Regions from separate parts of the Gossypium hirsutum genome. Here region 1 is linked to region 2. The links are chromatin contacts, called in public Hi-C maps. All regions are on one chromosome and are shown on one strand. The core of a region is the stretch at or near the end of the contact, and the rest is flanking DNA. Distances in the headings are between cores, read along the strand shown.

Evidence for each region. Hi-C and Micro-C count contacts between places; a contact is called where the count stands out from the background.
Region 1: a contact with region 2 is called in a Hi-C map of leaf, with 2.6 times the contacts expected there. The contact joins the promoter of LOC107948928 here to the promoter of LOC107913323 in region 2. A contact is called at or near these places in 3 of 34 Hi-C or Micro-C datasets (all in leaf).

The regions. Positions count from the first base shown.
Region 1 is chrD11:49,480,916-49,486,808 of Gossypium_hirsutum_v2.1, reverse strand. LOC107948928 (protein GrpE) reads right to left here and starts at 2,581. Exons shown (of 3, transcript XM_016883595.2): 1 at 2,004-2,581. The coding sequence starts at 2,255. It overlaps LOC107948926 (probable ADP-ribosylation factor GTPase-activating protein AGD14), which reads left to right and starts at 2,901. Exons shown (of 13, transcript XM_016883593.2): 1 at 2,901-3,117; 2 at 4,057-4,118; 3 at 4,480-4,567; 4 at 4,660-4,721; 5 at 4,805-4,889; 6 at 5,264-5,716. The coding sequence starts at 3,022.
Region 2 is chrD11:48,919,088-48,924,942 of Gossypium_hirsutum_v2.1, reverse strand. LOC107913323 reads left to right here and starts at 1,658. Exons shown (of 3, transcript XM_016841872.2): 1 at 1,658-1,992; 2 at 3,326-3,990; 3 at 4,216-5,037. The coding sequence starts at 3,374. The coding sequence ends at 4,897.

The DNA.
Region 1 (5,893 bases), core at 1,332-3,831, 560 kb before region 2:
CCTGATATTGCTTTCCTTTCGTGTCAGAATAAGGTGCATTTGTGAAAAAGTTGGGATATCAACCTTCTAGCAAGTTAGGATGTGCTGTATGTTTTAACACTGAAATAAAATTTCATCAACAATAGGAAAAGAAGAATAATAAAAGTGTTAAGGACTCAACTCTTTAAAAACCAGAAATATATATGTATCATTGAGTAGAAAAGAAGGTGCAAGCCTCTCGATTCAAGGATCAATATGGTAGAATGAGTTAGGCTAACAAGAGATCATGGAATAGAAATATCTAGAAAGCAGTAACAGCAAAAACTCCTCCTATGACAGGTTATAGTAGTCGTCTATTTGAGTAACACTCTTCCATCATTCAAGGATTCTACAGAAGCTTGTGATTGCACATCTACTTATCTGGCATATTGAACATTTTGGCAGCCTAAAACATACTAGGTGATACATATAATACGATCTTAAAGTTGTTTACTGGCTTAATATGCAGCTACAGTTATAAAAGAAAAGAGGTTAAAGAAAAAAAAATTTTTCAGCAGAATTGCAATTTGCAAACTTACACAATGATAAAAGGACGTGTTGTAATTGATAAACAAGAAGATGGAAAATTATATTCTGTTAATAAGGTTTTAGCATTTACATCCCACTTTTACTGTATCTTCCAATGGATCACCTACAACGGCAAAAAGTTACAAAGGGGTGGCGTTGGTTCTCATTTAGTGAAAAGTATTCCAACTGACTTCACCTTAATTATATGCTGTTTGTGTGGAAGAAAAGAAGTTAAAGACTAAAGCTTTATGAGACAAAGTAAAAGTATTTAGACTCTCTACCAGACAAGTAAATACAGAGTCCAGGAAAAGAAAGAAAACCCGAAGGATAGAAGATTAATTAACGCTTACTAACATAGCAACCTATAGGTGCAGGAAATAAAGATATTGTAACAGCAAAGTAATAAGGATACAAGGGGGACAGAATAAACAGCTTATCATCAAAGCATTCAAAGTCATAAGTCTTTTCTAAAGATATGCATAGGCAATATAGGAATAGGTAATTAATATATCAAAGTTCAGTTGTGACATTATGGCACAAACAACTGAAGATAGGTTACATTCATCTCTAGAAAGGAGCCAACCACCAAATTTGGCTATAAATTTCTATAACACCATGTTTCACTTTCAAGATGAATAGCATTGAACCAAGTATAAAGTTGGCCACTGTAAATTCAGGATATAACATGCCTAGAAGCCTAGAAACTACACAATAATTGTTACAAAGACAAATGCACTTAAAACTCAAGTCCTGATTCCCTTCAACCCAATCTTCATCAGTTTCAGCTTGACCTCATCCCCATGGCCTAAAAGAGAACAATCTCCTAGTTCATTGCTAGATTTCACTGATTCTTTTCAATCCACACAAATTGCTCATTTGCTCCTTCATGTGAATTTTAAAATAATTTGATTGGATTCCATTAAAAATCCCTCTAAACACTCCTAATCATAGAAAAGCTATGATAGCCACGAAATATCAAAAAGCTTCCGTGCATTAAACTATTTAGTAAATGGTAATTGGGAAATGCTAAAGTGAACGACATTATCCAATACCGTGTCGAGTAGCCACAAAAAGAAAAAAAAAGTTGATTGCCCCAACATTCGATAAACTATGTCTTATATCTATTTGAACATGGTGTGGGACAATAAACGTAGGACAACTTAACAATGCTCATGATAACTACTAAATGTGGGAAAAGTAGCCGTCTATAGTCGGTGAAGCATATCCAATCGATAAAGCTACAAAGAACAGAAGATTTTCGATAAGAAAATTCCTCGATACAGCTAAATTCTATACATTAGCAAGTTACCATCTTTTTGCTCATTTCTAGCAAGCTTCAACGTTAAGTTCCAACACCCATACATGATATTATCAATTTTTCAAGAAATATAACATAAACGTATAAACTAGGACAAGAAATTCACACCCAGAAAAAAATGGGAGCCATTGTAAGTTACCTCAATTTGGGGTTCTTGAACTTGTTGTTGGGTATGAATAGTGTCAGTTTCACCTCCAGTGGAAGCAAAAGGAACCAATTTGAGGAAGCGAAGAGAGGGAGTGAAGCTGAAGCGGAGGGGACGGCTTGAAGGAGGAAGTCTTTGTTTGAAGCAGACATGGAAGGGCTTCGAAGAGTTTAAGGAAAAGGTTGTAGCAGGTGGAGTTAGAGGAGGAGGGGACTTAAACGGCAGCGTCTTAATGAGAGTAGCCATGGGAGAAGAAACTATCTTGAGAATGCGAAGAGTGAGTACAAGGAGAGAGGGAGGTGTAGGGAGAGGAGAGAATGGGGTGGGTGACAGACAGATAAAAGAGAAAAGCTGAGGTTTGATTTCGGCCGTTGGATGATTGTTTGTTAAGCAGATCTTATCGACCGTTGCTTAATTGATTGATAATAACTATATTAAAAAAGTTATTTAAAATTATATTTAAATACATAAATAAATCTTCACCACATCCTCTGACTAAATTTTTTGAAATATATTTCCAATATAAAATTTCTTCTTCCACCTTTATCTGGTGGAAGGAGCAATATATCCATTCCATCCAATATGCGTTATAAAATTATTTAAATTTTAAATTTCATATTTTTAATAATATTTTTGATAAAAAAAATGAAAGGCACAGAGCGTTCTTGTCCCAATCACAGACAGCTGAGTATAAAACAATCAACATTTCCTTTTTCTTTCGGAAAAACAATAAAAATTCCCCCAAAAACCAAACCTCTAAAATTTCCAGTTTCCCTCGATGCATGCTGCAAAATAAAGTATCCGGGATGGTGCATATTTTATGTTCAGCCGTATATCTCTTAGAAGAGCAAGGGGAATAGTCACTGTTACCGGTGATATCGGTGATGGTTACCTTGGTTTCGACCAAAAAAATATTCATGCTGGGTTTTTATTATTGGTTTTTTGAAGCTTTTTAGGGTTTGTTTGAGGTTTTTGTTAATTTTGGAAGATCATTATTTTCTTATATTGAGAAATGGGAAGTAGAAAAGAAGAAGAAAGAAACGAAAAGATAATAAGAGGTCTCATGAAGCTGCCTCCTAATCGTCGTTGCATTAACTGTAACAGCGTGGTAAATATTTTCAAGCTTTTCTTTTAAATTTTATTTTATGAGGTCGGGTCGGGAGGAGGTTTTCATAGTTAAGGTGTGCTAGGGATGCTGGCAAAGCGTGGGAAAATGAAAAAAAGAGATGGGTTCTGAAATTTGTTCTTTTTTGTTACTTAAAGTCTCTTTTTAGTTGATGGGTTAAGCAGGATGGATAGAGATTTCTGGTTATGTAAATGGTTTTAGAAATGTGTTCTTTTTGGGGGTTTTAATTTTGTAAGAAATGACTTTAGCTGATTGTTGTGATAGTCAAGTTCTGTTTCGAGTCTAGGAAAGTAAAAAAAAAGGGAAAAAAAGAAAAAAAACGAAGGTGGATTTGAGGTTATAGAAAAAAAGAGATGGGTTCTGAAATTTGTTCTTTTTTGTTACTTAAAGTCTCTTTTTAGTTGATGGGTTAAGCAGGATGGATAGAGATTTCTGGTTATGTAAATGGTTTTAGAAATGTGTTCTTTTTGGGGGTTTTAATTTTGTAAGAAATGACTTTAGCCGATTGTTGTGATAGTCAAGTTCTGTTTGGAGTCTAGGAAAGTAAAAAAAAAGGGGAAAAAAAAGAAAAAAAACGAAGGTGGATTTGAGGTTATAGAAAATGTTTATTAAAATGAGTTTCTCGAATTTCATGAATACAATGCAACTATTAGTAATGAATTTCAAGATGGTAAATAAGATGTTTTAAAAAGGGTGTTGAAATTTGCTTTTTCGTGTCATTTTATAATTAACTTGGACTAACAGATTTCAACTTCCAAGTTTTTACCATTTTTTTCCTGCTCAAATCAGGCTAACCCGGTTCTTCAGCATTACTTGAATGGATTAAATTAACTTTATTCGAGCTTCCAGTGTTGAACTTTTTTTTTTCCATTTTAATGTCCTCCATTTATTTTATATTAATTTTTAGTTCTATCATTTCAGGGTCCTCAGTATGTTTGCACAAACTTTTGGACTTTCGTTTGCATGGCTTGCAGTGGGATCCAGTGAGTATTTTCTTTTAGTTTCTCAAGCATCCACAATTTTCCCATATAAATAATAGTCACTTTTGTGAAGCTTTACATATTTGGTAGTATGTAACTTTATCAGTTGTATACATCAATACATTATGATTTTTGCAATTTAAACGTTGTTGTAACTTTTGTTGTTTCTCATTTTTATGATGTTAAGCTCCTTAACTTAAAGATTTATCTCATCATTTGTTCGAATTTGGTTGATGGTTGCATCTTTGTCTTTACTTAGCATGATTCTGTTGGATTACATGAATCAGAATCAAGTCTTTCAAATCTTTATCCTTTTTTGCCCCATCTTTGTGGTAATTTGTGTTTATGTTAAATTGTATTGCAGTCGTGAGTTTACTCATCGTGTAAAGTCTGTATCAATGTCAAAGTTCATTTCACAAGAAGTTGAAGCTCTTCAGAATGGCGGTAATCAGGTTTGAACTAGTGTTTCATTTGTTGTTATCCATGGAAAAGTGGGATGCTTACTGTGATGGTTATAAGATGTTCTTCATTTTACAATTTTCAGCGTGCAAGAGATATATATCTCAAAGATTGGGATATGCAGAAGCAAAGATTACCAGACAGCAGGTGCAGAACATATTGTATATCACTTTCATCCTAGCATGATCTTAAGGACTTTGGGTTTTCTAATAACTTTTTTCCTACTGCAGCAATCCTAATAAAATCAGAGAGTTCATAAAGAATGTCTATGTGGACAGAAAATATACATCTGACAAGCCTCCTAGAGACATGCAGGTATTTCTTCCTAGCTTAGTATATCATCTAGTGGTTGTGAGTTTTCAAATTAAAAGTTTTTGTTAAAAGTTTGTGCTGCACGGCTATGTTTCCTAAAACCCTGTTTCATAATTAAAAAAATGAAGAGAATATGGTTTTAGTTGTGGATGGTGTGGTCCGAAGTTGAACTTTTGCTTTATCTGTTTTTCTTAGAGAAAATTGGAATACGATTTTTGTTTAAGAGCCACTGCTCATATTGGTGCTTTCTAAACAAACAGACTGGCCAATTTTTAGATATGGGTGTTCTATATTTATTTCACAGTTTTATTTGAGTTCAATTCACAAAATCCCAGAACAGTAGTTTAAAATATAGTCGTCTTAAATGAATTTGGCAGAGCCTTGGAAATCAGGAAGATAATAGAAGGCGCCCAAGTTCTTATCATTCTTATTCTGAAAGTCCACCTTATGACTATCAATATGAAGATCGGCGTTATGGAAAACAAGTTGCTGCCACGCTTTCTAGGAAGCCTGGTTCAGATAGAGGCTTCTATGTGAGGAAAGCTTCTAGTTTTGTATATAGTCCTGGCCGCTCAAGTGGTCACATTTTCGAGGACAGGTTTGCAAATGAGGCTTCTGCTCCTAGAGTGTCAGACTACTCTGTATCCAGTGGAGGTGATACTTTCAAATCTGGTACAGGGTCACCAAACTTTCAGAAGGAAGTTGTATTTGGCAGCCCAAATTCTCAACCTCAAACAGATATCTTAAGTGAAGATGCACGACATCAAACAAGTAATTTATTTGTGGACCCAAATTCTAAGAAAGATGCTGCAGGGATTTCGCACCCACAGGTCAGATATCTCAGACTTCTGATTCTTTTCAAGTCATTTTCCATGTCTGGAAATATACAATTCTTTAGGAGCTTTGTTACCATAAACACTATCTGGGCTACTTTGCATTCTTATTAACATCAAGAAGAAAGATCAAATCTACATGATAAATCCTGTAGCCTATACCATTTTCAAAAA
Region 2 (5,855 bases), core at 409-2,908:
TTGTTTCTCAAGCTTGCTTCTTATTGGTTTTTGGTGTAAGAAGTGGTCCAACATTTAAGGGCGAAGCTATAATTTTTTTGGGGAGGCAAAGTTGAATTATAAATTTTATGAGTGCTAAAGTGTAAATTTATCATTGTATAACTTATAATTTTACTATTTTTACAAGGACTAAATCAAAGTTTTATTATTTAGAGGGCTCAAGTACCATTTTACCATATATTAACTTAGATCAAGGTCTTTTCTTGCTCTGCCCCTACCTACAGTGTACTAGATAGAGTTGATAGTGCTTGAGAACTAGCATATTTATCTTTATTCATATTATGGTCTAACAATTTTAAAATTAAATATAAATAAATTAAATTACACAAAACAGTTTAAGAATTTTTATTACGTATGAAATAGGTTTATTTAGTAAAGAAACACAAGGAGTCTTGAATAAACTTTATTTTATATTAATTTATGTCGGTTGATTTGAATTATTATTTTGTAAGCAGAATTTTTTAATTTAATTTTTTTAAAGGGAATTTAATACTATACAAATAGTAATATAAAGTATACTTTCAATATTAAGTGAACAATAGAAATAAAAGAACATATAAATGAACAATAATCAATTCGTATTGTTAAGCTGGGTTGCACATCAAGAAAAATTTTTGTCGCTACGCCATCGGTGAATCGATAAGTAATGATTTAGTCCATTACAAAAATTAAAAAAAAAAGTCAAAATATATCATTAATCATAACTCTTATTCTCCTTATTTAATTAAAAAATTACAATTTAATTATTAAATTATTTGAAATTTTTATTTAAGTCATTAAATTATTTATAAATTCTTATTTAAATGATTTGATAGTTATTTTTTTTAAGTTTGGCTAATAAGCTCTAAGAGACCATTCGACAATCAATACGGTAAATCAGTATTCATCGACGAGTAGAAGAAAATACATAGATCCAAGTCAACCTGACTATTAGTGTCGGAGATCGAAAAAAAAAATTATTTAAACTTTAATTCACAGATTCGTAATGTCTAAAGTAGTTTAATGAAAAAAATTAAATTGATGCACATAGTGCGAACAAAGAAAGCCATATAACAATAATTTTAATAGTCGAATGACTTAAATGAAAATTTTTAAATAATTTAATGACCAAAACAAAAATCTATTCATAATTTAATAACTAATGGTGTAATTTAATTAAATAAGAAATTCTTTTTTTATCTTAAAATATTTTGAAATTGAGTTAGAAAATTTGGAAATTGTACGTCTTCTTTTTGTAAATATAATATAGGGATAGTTTTTGGAAAATAAATTAAAAAATTAAAATATAAAAGTATACAAAGAAAAATTGAGAAGCATATGTGTCCGAAAACGATACCTTCTTTGCTTAGCAAATCGACCAAACCCTTGCGTTGGTTACAGCTGTATTCACGTCCTCTCTCTCCTCCAATTATTTTATTTTATTTTATTTTTTCAGTACAATCTCAATATTTTTGTATTTAGTATTGTATTTTATTAAAATAATTTTCTCTTCTATTCCGCCATTGATTTAGTACTTGTAGGAAAAAGACAAATTCTTTACTTTCTGCCTCCATTTCGTGACAATTATGCAAAAATAATATTTTAATTACTATAATATTTACATACTCACATTCGAGAAAAAAAATGAACCCAAGAAAGAGGGGCTTATAAAGGAATAAAACTAAAGAAAAATTAAAAGGAGAAAGAGTATTTCCTCGTGATCTGTGAAAAACAGACCCTTACGTGAAAACCCAGATTGCCTTAAAGCCCTTTAAAAGCCTTTTTCTTCGATCTTCTTCTTTTTCGTCGTTGAACAACACTGATTAAAAGTTTACATTCCTTAAAAAAAAAATTTTGGAGTAGAAAGAACATAAAGAGAGAGGATTTTGGGGGGAAATAATGTTTTGATATGTTTTCTTTTATGGGAAATTTGTTTCCTTCAGCTTTTTTATGAAGAAAAAGCTTCATTCAAAGGTGGGTTCTTTTTATTTTTATTTTCTTTTGTTCTTCTACTTAACTTCAATATGAATTCTGGTTTTTGAGGGTGATTATGTGTGTGGGGTTGTTCAAGTGAATTTGACTTTTGTAAGTTGATTGGCTGCAGACTTTTAGCTGGTTTTGTAGTTTAGTTTTTTTTTTTTTCGGGGGGGGGGGTTATGATTGCAAGTAACCAACATATGTTTGTTAAAATTCAATATAGGTATTCCATTTATTGGTGGTTTTTCCATTGGAGTTCAAGTTACAAGGCTTTTGTTTTGGTTGGTTGATGGAAAAGTATGTTAAAAGATCAGAAATTTGAATTCTAAGCAACAAGTTTGTTGTTTTCTGTTGGGATCTTATTGAACTCTGTAGTCTTTCACATGGAAGCTTAATTATGGTAACTTTTTTGGTTTAGCTAAGGTCAGTTGGGTATTTTAAGAGAAACTTGAAGGAACCAGATTGTATAGCTAAGTACTTGATGAATATTTAGGGAAGATGTTGATGGCTTCTTTTAATTTATGTAATCATTTTCATGATGAATGAAAAGTTTGTTAGGAAAACTGATGATAGATGGTTGGCATCTTTTCTGTTAGTTAGGAAAATCTATCATAGATGGCTGATAGCTTTTCTTGACTGTTTCTAGGCATATATATAATTTTTCTTGACTGGTCTTAGTTACAGAAACCTCTGGAATTCAGTTCTTTTGGTGATTACGCGTTCAACCTTTGCATCTATGTTCTATGTGGCTTGGATGAAAGAAGCACCGTTTACAATGCAAAGATTTTAGATCAATTTTAAGTTGACGGATCACCTTGTTTCCTGTTTCTTAGTCTTCTATGAGCTTGTTTGTTCTATTTCAATCATCTTTGAAGACTGTAAAGTTTTTAACTTAGAGGAGAACAATCTGAAAATTAACAGAAGCATAAACTCTTTAGGCGACTTGCTTAGCTTGGAAGCAACAGCTGATATGGTTTAGCTTAATCCCTTATAGACATTTACATTCATTTGTAGACCCTGGAGGTTATTTTTTGCATAGATTTTCAATTTGTTGAGACAAACAAGAGAACTGATCAACTGAGGTTTATGATAAGATCTTCATATCGTACTACTACTGATCATGGCCTCGAATACATCTGGCGATAAACTGATCTGTTCATTTATCGCTGCTGAAAAAATGTAGTAAATATTATTTACCTTTCTAGTGTGAAAATAACCTTAATTGAATGTTATATGTAAATGAAAATTATCTTATTTCAAGCTATCAACATGTGAAGATCTTAATTTGTTTTTTGTGATCTAATTATATTATTGACTGCTGAAATGACAGGGTTGAGTTGCCATAATCAAAAGCTGTTTATACAATGGGGAAATATTTATGACAAAAATGGATCCTCAGGCTTTCATCAGGTTGTCAATAGGCTCTTTGGGTCTGAGGATTCCTGGATCAGCCCTGAAATCTTCGAAAACTGGAATCCGTGCATTCTCTTCACCATGTTCATGTGAGATACGACTCCGAGGTTTCCCTGTGCAAACAACATCTATTCCCTTAGTGTCCTCGCCCGAAGCCACACCTGATATTCACAGCATTGCCTCCAGCTTTTATCTAGAAGACTCTGATGTGAAGGCTTTGCTGACTCCTGGCTGTTTCTATAACCCCCATGCTTATCTGGAGATCGCTGTCTTCACAGGGTGGAAGGGTTCACATTGTGGTGTTGGAGTCAAGAGACAGCAGATTGGGACATTCAAGTTGGAGGTGGGTCCTGAATGGGGTCAAGGGAAGCCGGTGATTCTTTTCAATGGATGGATTGGCATCGGCAAAAACAAGCATGAGGGCGGAAAACCAGGAGCTGAACTTCATTTGAGAGTACAACTCGATCCTGATCCAAGATACGTGTTTCAGTTTGAAGATGTGACCATGCTGAGTCCTCAGATAGTACAGCTTCGAGGTTCCATCAAGCAACCAATTTTTAGTTGCGAATTTAGTCGAGACAGGTTATGTAAAACTATATAATTTCATCGTCCATCTTCCATTTGTTGAGTTCAATTTTAAAAGAGCTGCAATTACTCAGTTTTTAAAAAACTATATTTGGACACCTTTAAACAACTCTTACAACCATATTCAGGCTGCTCAAGAAAAATCAATGAACAATTCTTTATTATTCTCTACTCATTAGTTGACTGTTAATAAAATTTTAAATGGTTGCTTTGAGATGGCAGGGTAGCAAAGGTGGACCCATTAGGCACTTATTGGACAGGTTCGGCTGACAGTTCAGAGATAGAGACGGAGAGAAGAGAAAGGAAAGGATGGAAGGTGAAGATACATGATCTCTCTGGCTCGGCTGTTGCGGCAGCCTTCATAACCACTCCTTTTGTTCCATCAACAGGTTGTGATTGGGTTGCCAAGTCCAACCCAGGAGCTTGGTTGATTGTTCGTCCTGATATTTGCAGGCCAGAGAGTTGGCTGCCTTGGGGAAAGCTTGAGGCGTGGCGTGAGCGTGGCATCAGAGACTCTATTTGCTGTCGGTTTCACTTGCTGTCCGAAGCCCAAGATGGAGCTGAGGTTCTCATGTCCGAGATACTCATTAGTGCCGAAAAGGGTGGGGAATTTTTCATTGATACTGACCGACAAATGCGGCAGGGACCAACTCCAATACCCAGTCCGCAAAGCAGTGGGGACTTTTCAGCATTAAGTCCGATTGCCGGTGGTTTCGTAATGAGCTGCAGAGTCCAAGGGGAAGGTAAGAGTAGCAAGCCATTAGTGCAGCTAGCTATGCGGCATGTGACTTGTGTGGAGGATGCTGCCATTTTCATGGCACTTGCAGCAGCTGTTGACCTCAGCATTGAGGCATGCAAGCCTTTCCGAAGAAAGATAAGGATAGGGTCCCGCCATTCTTTATGAAAAAAAAAAAAAGAATTAAGGTGATGTATTTCCATGAACAAAGAATGGCTCTATATTTGTGTTGATTTGTGTAACATTTGGCACTGTGTATAGATCTTGTGGTTGATAAATTCCTAGACATAACCAAATTCTAGTCTGCACAGTTGGCTGTCATTGGTGTCAAAGTTTCTAAAACTGCTAATGGCAATAAGACCTCATGGCATCATCCACTGGTTGCAGCTGGCACCTGTGCTACGGATCAGGTGGCTGAGGCAATTCAACAACCAAATGCATGTGTCAATTTTATTGTTGGTGATTAGAACTCGAACTTTGATGATTGATCGAGAGATTTGAAGCAGAAAGAAGAGAAAGGAAGTTTTAAGATAGAAAGTAATTGAAGATTGGAATAATAATTGATTTGCATCTCAACGATTTAAATACAAAAGTGTAAGACTAAAAATAGAAAAAAAGGTTCTAAAAATTTGCTAAGAATCTGGTAACAATATACCAAACAAATCGTAAAACTAAGCTCTTAAAAGTAAAGGAGAATTATTTAAACTTAGCAACAGAAAACTAAATGGCAGCAATCTTAAACACATGATCTCAACACTCCTCCTTGTTTAGATGTTGCAAACTCCAAGTTTCTTCTTGAAGCTTTCAAACTTGCTAAGTAGCAATGGTTTGGTGAAGATATCTGCAATTTGATCTTCAGATTTGCAGTAACAAAGAGACACATCACCACTCTTTTGAACTTCTCGAACAAAAAATAACTTGATGTTGAAATGCTTAGTCTTCCCATGAAAGACTGGATTGTTAGAGATTGCAATGGCAGCTTGGTTATCAACTAGAATCTCTGTGCTTTGCTTCTGCTCCATGTTTAGATCAACAAGAATCTTCCTTAACCAGAGAGCTTGGTTAACTGTTGTTGTTGCAGCCACAAATTCTGCCTCAGCAATGGATTGAGCTACAGTTTCTTGCT